Regions from separate parts of the Mus musculus genome. Here regions 1 and 2 are each linked to region 3. The links are chromatin contacts, called in public Hi-C maps. All regions are on one chromosome and are shown on one strand. Each heading gives the region's core, a stretch centred on a gene start, on an enhancer-like site or on the middle of the called end of the contact. The rest is flanking DNA. Distances are from core to core; before and after follow the strand shown.

Region 1 (4,172 bases), core at 1,276-3,775, 73 kb before region 3:
TAAAATGGACATTATAAAAAAATGGCAAATATGACTTCTAGAATGCAAAGTCTCACAGTTAAGATTAGAAATACATTTGTCAAGTTAAACAACAAATGAGACAGAATTGAAGTTAGAGCCAGTGAAACCAAGCATGTGTAAATCTGCTTCCATGCAAGCAGCAACAATGATCCAAACCTGGTAAATAATGGGTTGAGAGGGAGAGGTGAGGATGTGAACACACAAACATTCTAAGATCACAGCTAAAAACAGAAAAGATAAAGCAGAATCTCTAGACTTTGAGGAGGGAATAAATCCTCAGATCTTAATTCTAACAATGTCACGAGTGGTAAGTGGAAAGCAAATTCACTGCCAGATGTGCTGAGAAACCACAGCACCTGAAATGAGGAGATCAGTATGTGTGTGCCAAAATGTTCCAATGGAACTAGAAAATCCCTGTTACTTAGTATATTTCCTGTGTCTTTTCTAGCATTCTGCTGTCTTCAAAAAGCAAGCAACCTGCTGTGCTCTCTAGGTTTATAGAAGTACATTCTGTACAATGAGTGTCCTCCTCAGTTGTTCTCCACCTTGGTTTTTGAAATGGGGTCTCTCACTGAGCCTGATCAGAGTGCTCTAGATGCATGCCAGTAAACCATTAAGCACTTAAACTGTACATCTAAAATATAACAATTATTAAAGGGTAATTTCAAAATAAAAGGTTTTATATCTAGTAGGCAAGACATTTATGTTTTAAAATCTACATATAGATTTACAAACCTACAGATAGATTTAATTGAAAAGTATGCCAAACACTAAAAATACAACATTGTATTTTAAAACTACACATGTTTCAGTGAAAAATGAAAGGGCTTTCTACCCCATTAGTCATGCAGACAGTATAAATCAAGGCACCGTGTGACAGCATTTTTTACTGTAACTTAAATATGCACTATATATACATATATATATTTTTAAGTCTAGATTTGCATATGAGAGAAAGCATGTACTATCTGCCTTTCTGAGTCAAGCATATTTGGCTGAATATAGTGATTTGTAGCCACTTTATTTCTATCCACTTTTATCCATTTTCCTGAAAATGTTAATTTTTCCTTTTCTTTTTCTTTACTTCTCTATAAAATTCCTCTGAGCATATGTACCACAACATTTTAATTTTTAAGCCCTTTCTATTTCTTGGCAATTGTGAACAGTGCAATCATAAACATAGATGTGCCTCATCTACATGGTATTTTGAATTTTCTGAGTATATACCCAAGGGTGATATATCCAAGAATTATTTATTAGTGCAATTTTTCTTTTGAACACTTTGGTAACAGATATCAGAAGCACTAATCAGTACTAGTAAACTAAAACTTATGTTACTAGAAATTTCCTCTAATTTTTCGTGTATGAAATAACTGAATTAAAATTTGTTTGTAAGGAATGGTCAGATGTCTGAATGGTTAAAACAACAGCTGCTCTTCCAGAGAACCTGATTTGTATTGTAAGCATACAGACAGCATCACACCACTGTCTGTAACTCCATTTCTGATGCCCTCTCTGGCCTCCATGGACTCAGTATGCACATGGTATACAGACATACATGCAGACAAAACATCCATACACATAAAAATAAAAAAATAATTGTATTTAAGAAACTTTCTTTAGTAATACAAAGTGTTAAATCATTTAAATGGCAAATAATTCAGGACTGGAAAAATAAATTATTGAAATATATATTATCATATATATTTACATATGAAATTATACAAATTTAATCATGTAAAGAAAACACATTGATAATAATGTTAAAATGTAAAGAAAATCAATTGGAATGCAAGTAGACATAGCATGAGTATAACTAGAATGATAATAAGGAACACACAATGAAATGGTGATACTAGTTACCTCTAGATAGTTACATTTGAAACTATTTCATCATTTGGCTTGCCATCATTTTCTATTCAAATTATACATAATAATTTTAAAAGAAAATATTTAAATATAGTACTTAGAAAACTAACACTATATAAAAACCAAATCATATACCTTTTGGAAAGCTTATTCTTTACTTTTGTGGCAAACCTGGCAATTTCTAATGGGATGTCGTGAAGTCTCAAGAATTGTGAAATGTGGTGTCTAACTCAAAAGCTTTAAGCAATAGCAGATAGGGAAGGTTACCAGTGAAACGGTTTAAACATGCCTTATTGAAAAAAAAAAAAAGCCTTATTGAAATATGGCCACAGATTTAATATAAAAGATTCACAAAGCAATAAAAAAAAAAACCCAGAAACTTACTATCAGGAGAAAATAAGAAAAGTTGATAAATTAAGAAAAGGTTATTAAGAATTCATTAACAACATCATTAAATGTGAGCATCCTGCCTTGATGAGGAGATTTAAAACTATAAATTGTTTATACATTGTGCTTTCACTATGGGCATTTGAACTCTCCCCTGACAATACAGTTAATAAGGAGACGAGAGGAGCCTAAGATGCCAGAGCAATTAGTAACAGAACCCAGGGGCTTTCATCACTCTCTCATTGTTTGGAACCTAGCCTAGATCAACAGTGACTAAGAATCATAACTTCCACTTCATTCTAAGCAGTTGCCTGACCCTTTTGCCTGAAGAAAAGTATTCAATCTAAAGAGCTGCCTGCTAAGGTGGCACGGCGAAGAGAGCCCTCAGTGCTACAGAAAGAAAGCCCAACCCTGACTTTCCTCATGCTCTAAGCAAAAGTGCATATATGAAGAGAAGAAACAAAGAACTGAGAATTGTAGAAAGACAGGAGACTTCCAGTACACATCCTGTCATTGAGCTTCAAGCTTTCACACAAGTGCAGATATGCTTTTATTAAGAGTGGTAAACCATGCTATAGTTACAAAGAAAATTAGTTGAACCTCAAGAGCCATTTTGAATTCAGTGCCCTAGTGAGAAAAATCCAAGCATTGTATTCTCCCTAAAGAACAGCCTAAGAGTGGCTCGAAGTCAGCAGCTTCTTTCTCATAACATCTTACATGTTCACAGTGAAATATTTTCCTGTTTGCTTAAAAGTTGTATTAGAAGATAATAAACAATTATGATCCAATTCGCTAACAAATATCCCCTAATGTTCCTGAATCACTCCTAGTCCTTCATGGTGACGACCCAATGAGCTGCATCTTGGCTTTCGTTCCATGACTAAATTTATGTGGCAAGACCTCTTCTTTCCTAGAGATACCACTTCAAATAGTGATTGAATAAATGCTAACTATACATGTCAAGGATCCAAAAATCTGACAAATTGAGAAGACCTCTTGTAGAAATTTAAATTCCAGTTGAAAGCAGGATCCCATAGTTCCCAAGGTCCATCACTAACTAGTATTTATTCATTACTAAATAAGACAAAATGAATAGTAGGAGGCCAGGGGGAAAGGGTGAGAGGTGACTGGGAGGATAAATCTGTCAACCATTTGGGTAAATGCTTTCAGCTAAGATTTGACAAATTTGTAGCAGGAAGCCCTTGCGCATGTGATTTACGACATGCAGAAGTCTGGGGAAGCCTCATCCTGGTAACACAGAGTGACAAGGGCCCAGGATGATCCCCTTGCTTCAAACATTGTCTCCCTGAACTCATCAGAAACATTGTATGACCAGAAAAGAATCAGAGAAAAGACAAAAACCAATGGATACTTTAAAGAAAGATGTTCCCAAAATGAACCCAATTCTGCCTGACTCCAGGTGCTGGCTCTCTGGTTTTTTGGGTTTTTTTTTTCCCCTCAGTCAGAGCTCAGACTTGAAATATGAAAATAAACTAAGTTTGGAGTACCAGGTGCTCTTTAAAAATAAAATATTGCAGGAGGGACCTGAGGGGATTGTTAATAGTCTGGAAAAGGCCTATAATAAACAACTAAGCTCTCTCCAGGCTTCTAAAAAGAATCACCACACAAGGATTCAATTAAAAATATTGTAGGTTCTACAGCATAACATAGTTACTTGGAGTAGCATAAATGCTTTGACTGTTGAGAAGTTAGAAAATGAATTATTCAGCTACTAGTGAAATAAAGTTCTCTACTTGGGCTATGTAAGCCACAAGCCCTACCCACACAGAGGAGTTAAGTGACCAAGCACATCTTAGATGTGTGTATGGCCTCGAGTTTCTGGATCATATTAAATAAAAACTGTTCAAGGGGTCTAAGGAATATTTTGAGTTTCT
Region 2 (4,363 bases), core at 527-3,026, 94 kb before region 3:
CAAAATGCCCATGGAAAGAATTGCAGAGACAAAGTTCAGAGCTGAGACAGAAGGAGGAACCATCCAGAGATTGCCCCACCTGGGGATCCATCCCATATACAACCACCAAACCCAGACACTATTGCATATGCCAGCAAGATTTTGCTGACACGACCCTGATATAGCTCTCTCTTGTGAGGCTGTGCCAGTGCCTAGCAAATACAGAAGTGGATGCTCACAGTCATCTATTGGATGGAACACAGGGCCCCCAATGAAGGAGCTAGAGAAAGTGCCCAAGGAGCTAAAGGGGTCTGCAACCCTATAGGAGGAACAACAATATGAATTAACCAGTAACCCCCAGAGCTGTGTCTCTAGTTGCATATGTAGCAGAGGATGGCCTAGTTGGCCATCAATGGAAGGAAAGGCCCTTGGTCTTGCGAAGATCATACGCCCCAGTACAGGGGAATTCCAGGGCCAGGAAGTAGAAGTGGGTGGGTTGGAGAGCAGGGCAAGGGGAGTGTTTAGGGGCTTTGGGGGTAGCATTTGAAATGTAAATGAAGAAAATATCTAATAAAAATGAAAATGGCTAATTTATCTTAAATTTTCAGAAACTCATTACAATACATAGTAATCTTCTGGGTTAATATCAAAGTATATTAAAGCATTCTTGGGTTCGTGGTCATCGCTTAGAACATCTTCTGGAATGCCCAGTCACAGCTGGGCCCTATTTCCCAGGTCATCAAAGATGAGCCATGTTATTAGCAAAGGTGTTTCTCCTGAGTTGGCATACTATTACACTGGCAAAGGAGTAAATTACTGCAAATGTCATTGACCTGGAAGTAAGAGCCCATAGTTCTACTTTTGCCTTTGCCACCGGCCACCCAGGAGTTTGATTATCCATTTAAATTCTTAATGTTTCAATGTACTATTCCAAAGAACAAAAACAAAAAACAAACAACAGAAAGAAAACTGTAGAAGATTAACCTTGCCAATGCAAAAGACTTTTGGAGTCTCACTAAATACAGAAGTGTTTAGAAAGTTCAAAGCATTTTTCAAAGGAGGTATTTCAAAAAATCAATGCTTCCGGTTCTCTGTTAAATACACCTTTACTTTTTATGATGACCACAGACCTTTCTTTTCTTTAAGTCAGTGTCTCACTATGAACCTCTAGTTGTAACTTACTATCTAGGCTACAATAGTCTCCTAGAGCCATCCACCTGCCTCCATCTTCTAAATGGTTATCTATTTTTGATGGCTTAATGGACAGTCCTAGGCTTGATACATTTCTGTTAATCAAGAGATCTACCCCTCTTGAGTCAAGGTAACCCAACCCCCAGACTTTCCCTTTGCCCACGGCTTATTTGATTGACATTGAAAGTTTGTATTGGTCCCATCTCTCTAAGCAAACCTTATCTGGAAACCAACATTACATAAGAAGGAGGGATGTGCATCAAGCCAAAGTACCCAGCAGCCTTGCAAGTGTGTTTAGCTCTGGTAAATGAGTTTCTGCGGCTCATACTTGATAGACAGATATATTCTTTACTCTACATGATAGGATCACAAATCTCCCCCCTGCAAGCATTTCACAGTAGGTACTTAAAGAATGAACATTAAGGGGCTTTCTGCCACTGTCTCCCTTCTACACTCAGATACATCCTTCACACACTCACTTCTCACCTCCTGATGACTTTCTCATGTACTCATTCATTCAGATTATCAAGCCTGTCTGACTGAACTTCCTTGATACACCCAAGGGATACTGCACCCTTACTGTAGTCTGCCCTCTTGTGGTACATCTACAGAGATTCTGTACCTTGAGGGACTGACCGCCTTGTTTTGTTCTATTTCACCTCATGGCTTGTACAGATCACAAGACCTTCACTGTGGCTAACCCAAAACATGTAAAGTCATGCCTAAATTGACAAAGCCCCGAGCATGCACAGACAATATAAGCAGTCTTTAACTTCAAAAATAAATGGCATGCTTCAATTTTTTCTTTGAAGCATGCATTCTCTAGCACTTAGTATACATTTCTCTATGGGAATAGCACACCCATTACAAAAGTTATTCCTTCAGAAATATGTGAAGAGCATCTTCCAATTTTGTGCTGTCAGGTAGCTCAGTAGAAACAGAGGTGAGACAGTCAACCTCTTTCCTCCTGCACAACATAGGGGATAGTGGTGGAAGCAAATAGTACTGGAGCAGTGTCGTGCGTGAGTGTGTGTGTGTGAGAGAGAGAGAGAGAGAGAGAGAGAGAGAGAGACAGAGACAGAGACAGAGACAGAGACAGAGAGACAGAGAGAGAGACAGAGAGACAGAGAGACAGAGAGACAGAGAGAGACAGAGACAGAGGGGGCGGCAATCAGACCAGACCATACAGAGCACACTGACAGCAAAGAAGCCGGGGGTGGGCCTTCTGCCTAGGTGAAACCAAGAGCTTCCACAAAGAAATAATCAATCCTGCTGAGGCTGAAGAATGAGGAAGCAGACTGCAGGCAGCAGGCAGATGAGGGGGAGAAGGGTGTTCCTGGTATGTGGTTGTCAGATTGCCAAGCCAACACCCAAGCACCAATTTAACCCCTGTTTAGCTCTGCAAGTGGAGAGCACTATATCCAAAGCAGAAATAGAATAGAATTTTGTTAGCCAGCTGAAGCAAGCTGGTGCTGGGGCATCAGTCTAAGACCCTCAGAAAGGCATACATGGTCCTGGGCTGATTCATCAACCACCCACCATTATCTACCACAACTATCCTAAGGCAAAGAAGGAAAGCCATACCTTTTTTGGGACTGGGTGGGCTGTTCTTGTGCTTTCATTTTCTTGTAAAGTTTCAATGTGAATTTGAGGTCACGAGTCAGGCTTATTAGACACTGTACCTACAAGACAGGTCCACACCCTGAGGAGCTTAAAAGTGAGCTATGTAGGCAAGGATTATGCATATAAAATAACTAAGAGCATAAAAACATAGCTGCCAAAACAATGACACATGCTGTAAGCACTATACCCCAAGCCTTCATTACTTTCTCTTGAACATGCTCAGTTTAGTTCAACAAGTGTTTTACATTAAATGACCACTGCAGGTCTGTTGACAAGTTAAGATAGAATTCAGCAATGCAAAAGACAGTGTCCACAAAATTTTGCAAATGTAAATAAGTGTTCCTCCCAGAGATGTCAGATTAAGTCAACTCTGGAAAGACTCTAGGGAGTCTAATTAATAGGAATTCTTTTTTACTCAATATGGGGAAATACATCAACACTGAATAGGTCTGAGAAAGAATTTCCTACCAATCAGAGCTGTCCCAGCTACAAGGAACCTCCTTGGGAGATAGAAAGTTTCCAGTCAAGCTAGAAAATTATTTGGCAGTAATCTTATAGGGGTGATGCAAAAATCAATGACCAGTGGGCTCCCCACCTGTGATTGCAAGAACCTCTGAAGCCCTCTGGCCATAGCCTAATCAACATATCTGGGTAAGCACCCTATAGCAGCAGCAATGGTTATGGTCATTAATTAGAATTACCAGAGACCAAAGTAAATGGTGTCAAGAAACTAGAGGTTGGTAAAATATGACTTCCACCAAGAGCCTGAACAGACAGAATGAAGTTAGAATTTCTACAGTGTCTCAGAATGTAGGAACTCAGTATTCAAAGGGGTTTGTGGTCATTAGACAAAGACCTAGCAAAACCTGACACTTGTTGAAGAAGAGATCAGAATTCTAGAGGACATTGTAAAGCTCTAAGACCTCTGGAAAGCACAATTCAAGGGCCATTATGGCTGATAGATGACTCTAAAAAGCTTACAGGCAAAGATGTTGCCAAAGATTTGCTCAAGAAGACTTCCTCCAAAAGCCAACTAGTGGTATATGGATGAGCCAGTCACATAGGCCTTCTGAGTATGATACACAGCCTCAAAGATGGACTGGAAAAGAGGAATACTGTCTGAGGGCCCATCTCAAGAAAGAAGTTGTTTGAAAACCTGGCATGGCTCAGGATATCAAAACAAATGGCAATGGATATAATTCAATGATGCTGAAACAAAGTCAGTGCACTAGTATCTGTTTTAACTCTTGAAGTAAGAAAATAAGTCATGTTTAAATCTCTACCCAACCAATTCTGAGATCAGACTTTGAATTCATTCATTCATTTATTTATTTATTTATTTATTTGTTTATTTGTTTATTTATTATTAGATATTTTCTTCATTTACATTTCAAATGCTATCCCAAAAGTTCCCTATACCCTCCCTCCGCCCTGCTCTCCTACCCACCCACACTTGGCCCTGGCATTCCCCTGTACTGGGGCATATAAAGTTTGCAATACCAAGGGGCCTCTCTTCCCAGTGATGGCCAACTAGGCCATCTTCTGCTACATATGCAGCTAGAGATACGAG
Region 3 (4,270 bases), core at 640-3,139:
ATATATCATTTAAGGCACACCAAATTGTTGCCTATGTTTTGCCAGAATTGATAAGAATCTAGAACTATAAATCTACTCTGGCCTTGATGATGACAGTTCTCCTTTGTCAGTAAATATCTCTTTCTCCACTAGAACTGCTTAGCTTGGGTAAATTCTTACTGAGATTTTCAGAAGAGTAAAAAGCTAACTGGAACTGGGCCTTTTGCCCAGATAAATCTGATCTCAACTCTATAAACGAAGCAAAGGGAAACAGAAAATCTTTGACAAAAATTGTTGATAACTGACTAAAAACTGGGAAGAGAAACAGAAAACACAGAGAGCTAGGAATCTAACTCTAAATAAAAGAAACACGGGGACCAACATAGGTATGACACAATTAACAATACTCTCTAATCCTGAGAAAAAATTTAAATACACAGGACAGCAGCACATCCTTTGCTATCCCACAGCTCATAGTAGAGAAGTCTCCAGCAAACTACACTACAAGGAACAAAGGGAAACTTTGAGTGGAGCTGAACCTCAGTGTTGGAACCAACACTCAGTTTTTAGTAACACCAGGAAGCTGATTCTATATCTAAATGCCATGCTCCATTCTCTCCTGTTAACTGCATATCATAGAACATCTGTTTCATGCGGCTCCTTGGAGTAAGAGCATTAGAAATCCAACTTCTTTAATAACATCTTTCCATAATATCTTTCTGGAGTTACAGAGACAAAGTTTGGAGCTAAGACAAAAGGATGGACTATCCAGAGACTACCCCACCCGGAGATCCATCCCATAATCAGCCACCAAACCCAGACACTATTGCATATGCCAGAAAGATTTTGCTGAAGGGACCCTGTTATAGCTGTCTCATATGAGGCTATGCCAGTGCCTGGCAAACACAGAAGTGGATGCTCACAGTCATCTATAAGATGAAACACAGGGCCCCCAATGGAGAAGCTAGAGAAAGCATCCAAGGAGCTGAAGGGGTCTGCAACCCTATAGGTGGAACAACAATATGAACTAACCAGAACCCCCAGAGCTCCTATCTCTAGCTGCATATGTAGCAGAAGATGGCCTAGTCGGCCATCACTGGGAAGAGAGGCCCCTTGGTCTTGCAAACTTTATATGCCCCAGTACAGGGGAATGCCAGGGCCAAGAAGCAGGAGTGGGTGGGTAGGAAAGCAGGGCGGGAGCAGGGGGAGGGTATAGGGAACTTTCAGGATAGCATTTGAAATGTATATAAAAAATATCTAATTTTTTTTAAAAGAACCATTATTAAAAGTAGGTTTTGAAAAAAATATCTTTCCATATAGCAAAGTGTGTATCTACTTGATGCCAATTTGTTTTAGAATTTTAAGAAATGTCTACAAAAAGCTGTATTACTACTTTCTTCTAGATAGATTTCAATCATCAACTTTAACGGCTTACCAAGACTGTAATTACAAGTAGGCACTACTAAGTAAAGCAGATATGGAACACAATGTCCTTAGGTATTGTTGTGACTTTCTTATCTTCTAGGATAATTTTGAATATAAAACCAATTCTCCAAATCCTTAAAGCCCTCATCCACTCAACTCCTCTTACTGAAAACGTTTACTGATGCCAGAGCTTGACCCCCTTTCTCCTTTGTTTGTTTACTGATGGTCTACAGTGACTTCTTCAAAAGTAGTTGGGAATCATTTCTTAAACTAATGCAGCACAAAACCAGTGAACTGAAGTGTCACTACTGAGCACTCAAACCGCAGGTTACCCTTGCCCATAAAACACAATGAAGTGACTCCATGTCGTGGTAAGTTATCAAATTATGGAAAGAACATTGCAGAGATTAAAACGTTGCATAAGAGAGGGAGCAGGGTGAGTCAGGGATTTGGAAACTATGAGTCAGAATACAGGAAAGGAGCCAAACTCAGAGAACAAAGGCCTAAGAAGGAGCCTAAGGGACACCAATGAATGGACACTATTCCTATATTAGCTGTGCAACAATGTCAGATTTGTGGTGCCACTGACTAGGGGCCAGCCTGTTAGAGAGCTCACCAAAGATTATTATGTTGGATTATTTAAAGCACCAAGAAGATGGAGACCTACCATTTTATAAACCACAAAAACGGAAATGTAGATGTGTGTGTGTGTGTGTGTGTGTGTGTGTGAAAATTACTAAATAATGCCCTTAGCTAATCTCCATATATCAGAATGATTAAAAGTATTGTAGGATTTTAGGAATCACATTCCGTTATTTGCCTCCCTCCCCCTCCCCCCCCCCAACCTTGGTAATGTTAACATTAGTCCATGGCTGCTTCTTTAAGAGTTATGTGCTATGGTGTTCAATACAAACCCTCAAAAATCTCACATTAAAGTCTCTGAATTTGTCTAATGACTTGAGCAAACATTTTATGAGCACAGTTTGCCAGACGCAGCACCAGGTTTCTCACATACATCTCCTACAATCATGCTGACTTCAGAACGCTGCCATTCTCTGCAGTTCCTGGGTCTCTTTCTGTGGGGCCTGTCTTCTAAGAGACAGCTTCCTCCCCATACCAGCTCATCACCTTTGAATTGCCCTTCAGAACCTGCCTCCTCAGCAAAGCTTCTGCTCACTCTCAGTGATACACTCAGTCCATGAGACTCCTGTGGCTCAGTTAACTGCTCTACCTTGCTCCCAGTCAGAGGCAAATGCTGCTCACTCTGAATGATGCAGTCTTTTTTTTTTTAATTTTATTTTATTTTAAACTCCAAATTTTATTCCCCTCCTGGTCCACCCTCTAACTGTTCAAAATCCCATACCTCCTCTCTGCACCCCTGTCTCCACGAGGATGTTCCCACCCCCACCCCCACCTCACCAGACCTATAAACTCCCTGGGGCCTCCAATCTCTTGAGGGTTAGGTGCATCTTCTCTGACTAAACATAGACCTGGCAGTCCTCTGCTATATATGTGTTGGGTGGCCTCATATCAGCTGGTGTATGCTGCCTGGTTGGTGTTCCAGTATCAGAGATCTCAAGGGTCCAGGTTAATTGATATTGCTGTTCCTCCTACAGGGTCACCCTCCTCCTCAGCTTCTTTCAGTCTTTCCCTAATTCAACCACAGGGATCAGCAGTTTCTGTCCATTGGTTGTATGCAAATATCTGCATCTGACTCTTTTAGCTGCTTGTTGGGTCTTTTGGAAGGCAGTCATGCTAGGTCCTGTTTTGTGAGTGCTCCAGAGCCTCTGTAATAGTGTCAGGCCTTGGGGCCTCCCCTTGTGCTGGATCCCAGTCTTAGTGACTCTTCTTCATGCAAGAGTCCTACGTTGTTGCCAGTCAAAGGCAAATTGTTGATTCTGCTGTGCTCCTTGGCTCTTACCTGTTATTCTGTCTTATGAATTTTATTTCCATAACCTAAAACACTAGGTCTTACTTTCTGTGAACTCTGAACACCAATTCCCAGGAAACAGTAATGATTCATTCATCCATTAATTGGGTAAACATTTACTGAAAATCCATCACTTTTCATGCATTGTAGTCAGCAGGAAAAAATGAGCTTAACTGTCAAGGACAAATGATCGATAATTAAAAACAAAAACAGAAAACCCTTTCCCCAGAGTACTTGCTCCTAGATTCTCAGGAAAACATGGCTGACCTGAGTCATTTTCCTGTCAAATAAAGCAGGGCATTGCCCATGCAGATGTAAGAAGTTAATTTTGCCTACAAACAACAGAGTCAAAAGCAATGACTGTGCTGCAGTGGCTTAGTGAGCAACGGCTCATACTGCACCTTCTGATAATAAAGAAATACAGGCAAGTAAAAAAGGAGCACAAGAGAGTTTAGAAACATGGTTTAACATGACTGTGTGGGTGTGTAAACAAGCAATAATGGGTCTTCAAAATAATAGCATTATGGCATTTAAATAGATAGTTTAAGTAAAAACAGTCCACAGACATTCAGCCTGTTGATATTCTTCAGCATTAAATAACTTGCTAACTGTGGGGGCTCAGGAGAATGAATATTCTACACTGTAATCAGAGCGGCTATAAACACAAAAGTAGATGAAGCTGCTTTTAGCATTTATAAGTCCTGGTGAATGGAAAGTGTCATTTGTCAGTTAACTTGTGATCAAAGTGAGTCCCATCTCAGCTTTCCTTTGTTTTGGGTAAAGAAATTAAACAATGTAGTAGGAGTGGCAGTACTAGTAGTATTTGGGACTTTGCTTTTATTAAATTTCTGTAACTCACCAAATATTTTTGTTAAATAATTCTTTTCAGAAGCTAAATAAAGCAGACTTTTAGGAAGGTGCTGTGCAGGTTTGTAT

What was found. Hi-C and Micro-C count contacts between places; a contact is called where the count stands out from the background.
Region 1: a contact with region 3 is called in a Hi-C map of pancreatic cancer cells, with 1.8 times the contacts expected there. The contact joins two enhancer-like sites. A contact is called at or near these places in 1 of 15 datasets of contacts at CTCF or cohesin (the NIH/3T3 cell line), 3 of 484 Hi-C or Micro-C datasets (the 3T3-L1 cell line, embryonic fibroblasts and pancreatic cancer cells), 3 of 115 datasets of contacts at active chromatin or transcription factors (embryonic stem cells, fibro-adipogenic progenitors and vascular smooth muscle cells) and 2 of 9 other capture datasets (adipose tissue and pancreatic islet).
Region 2: a Hi-C map of uterus shows a contact between it and region 3, with 2.1 times the contacts expected there. The contact joins two enhancer-like sites. A contact is called at or near these places in 1 of 15 datasets of contacts at CTCF or cohesin (the NIH/3T3 cell line), 6 of 484 Hi-C or Micro-C datasets (adipose-derived mesenchymal stem cells, pancreatic cancer cells and uterus), 2 of 115 datasets of contacts at active chromatin or transcription factors (fibro-adipogenic progenitors and vascular smooth muscle cells) and 2 of 9 other capture datasets (liver and pancreatic islet).

The regions. Positions count from the first base shown.
Region 1 is chr11:28,831,441-28,835,612 of GRCm38.p6, forward strand. The region is part of intron 2 of Gm34185 (a long non-coding RNA gene); the gene reads right to left. Among named protein-coding and RNA genes, the nearest start is that of Gm34185, 19 kb to the right of the region's middle. Within about 2 kb of position 2,526, at least 57 of the 459 cell types and tissues checked have an H3K27ac peak or open chromatin away from gene starts, as enhancers often do. A contact at or near this core is called in the NIH/3T3 cell line, adipose tissue and pancreatic cancer cells, where this site is marked.
Region 2 is chr11:28,810,300-28,814,662 of GRCm38.p6, forward strand. No RefSeq gene overlaps it. Among named protein-coding and RNA genes, the nearest start is that of Gm34185, 40 kb to the right of the region's middle. Within about 2 kb of position 1,777, at least 40 of the 459 cell types and tissues checked have an H3K27ac peak or open chromatin away from gene starts, as enhancers often do. A contact at or near this core is called in the NIH/3T3 cell line, pancreatic cancer cells and uterus, where this site is marked.
Region 3 is chr11:28,904,617-28,908,886 of GRCm38.p6, forward strand. The region is part of intron 4 of Efemp1 (epidermal growth factor-containing fibulin-like extracellular matrix protein 1); the gene reads left to right. Among named protein-coding and RNA genes, the nearest start is that of Efemp1, 54 kb to the left of the region's middle. Within about 2 kb of position 1,890, at least 83 of the 459 cell types and tissues checked have an H3K27ac peak or open chromatin away from gene starts, as enhancers often do. A contact at or near this core is called in the NIH/3T3 cell line, adipose tissue, pancreatic cancer cells and 1 more, where this site is marked.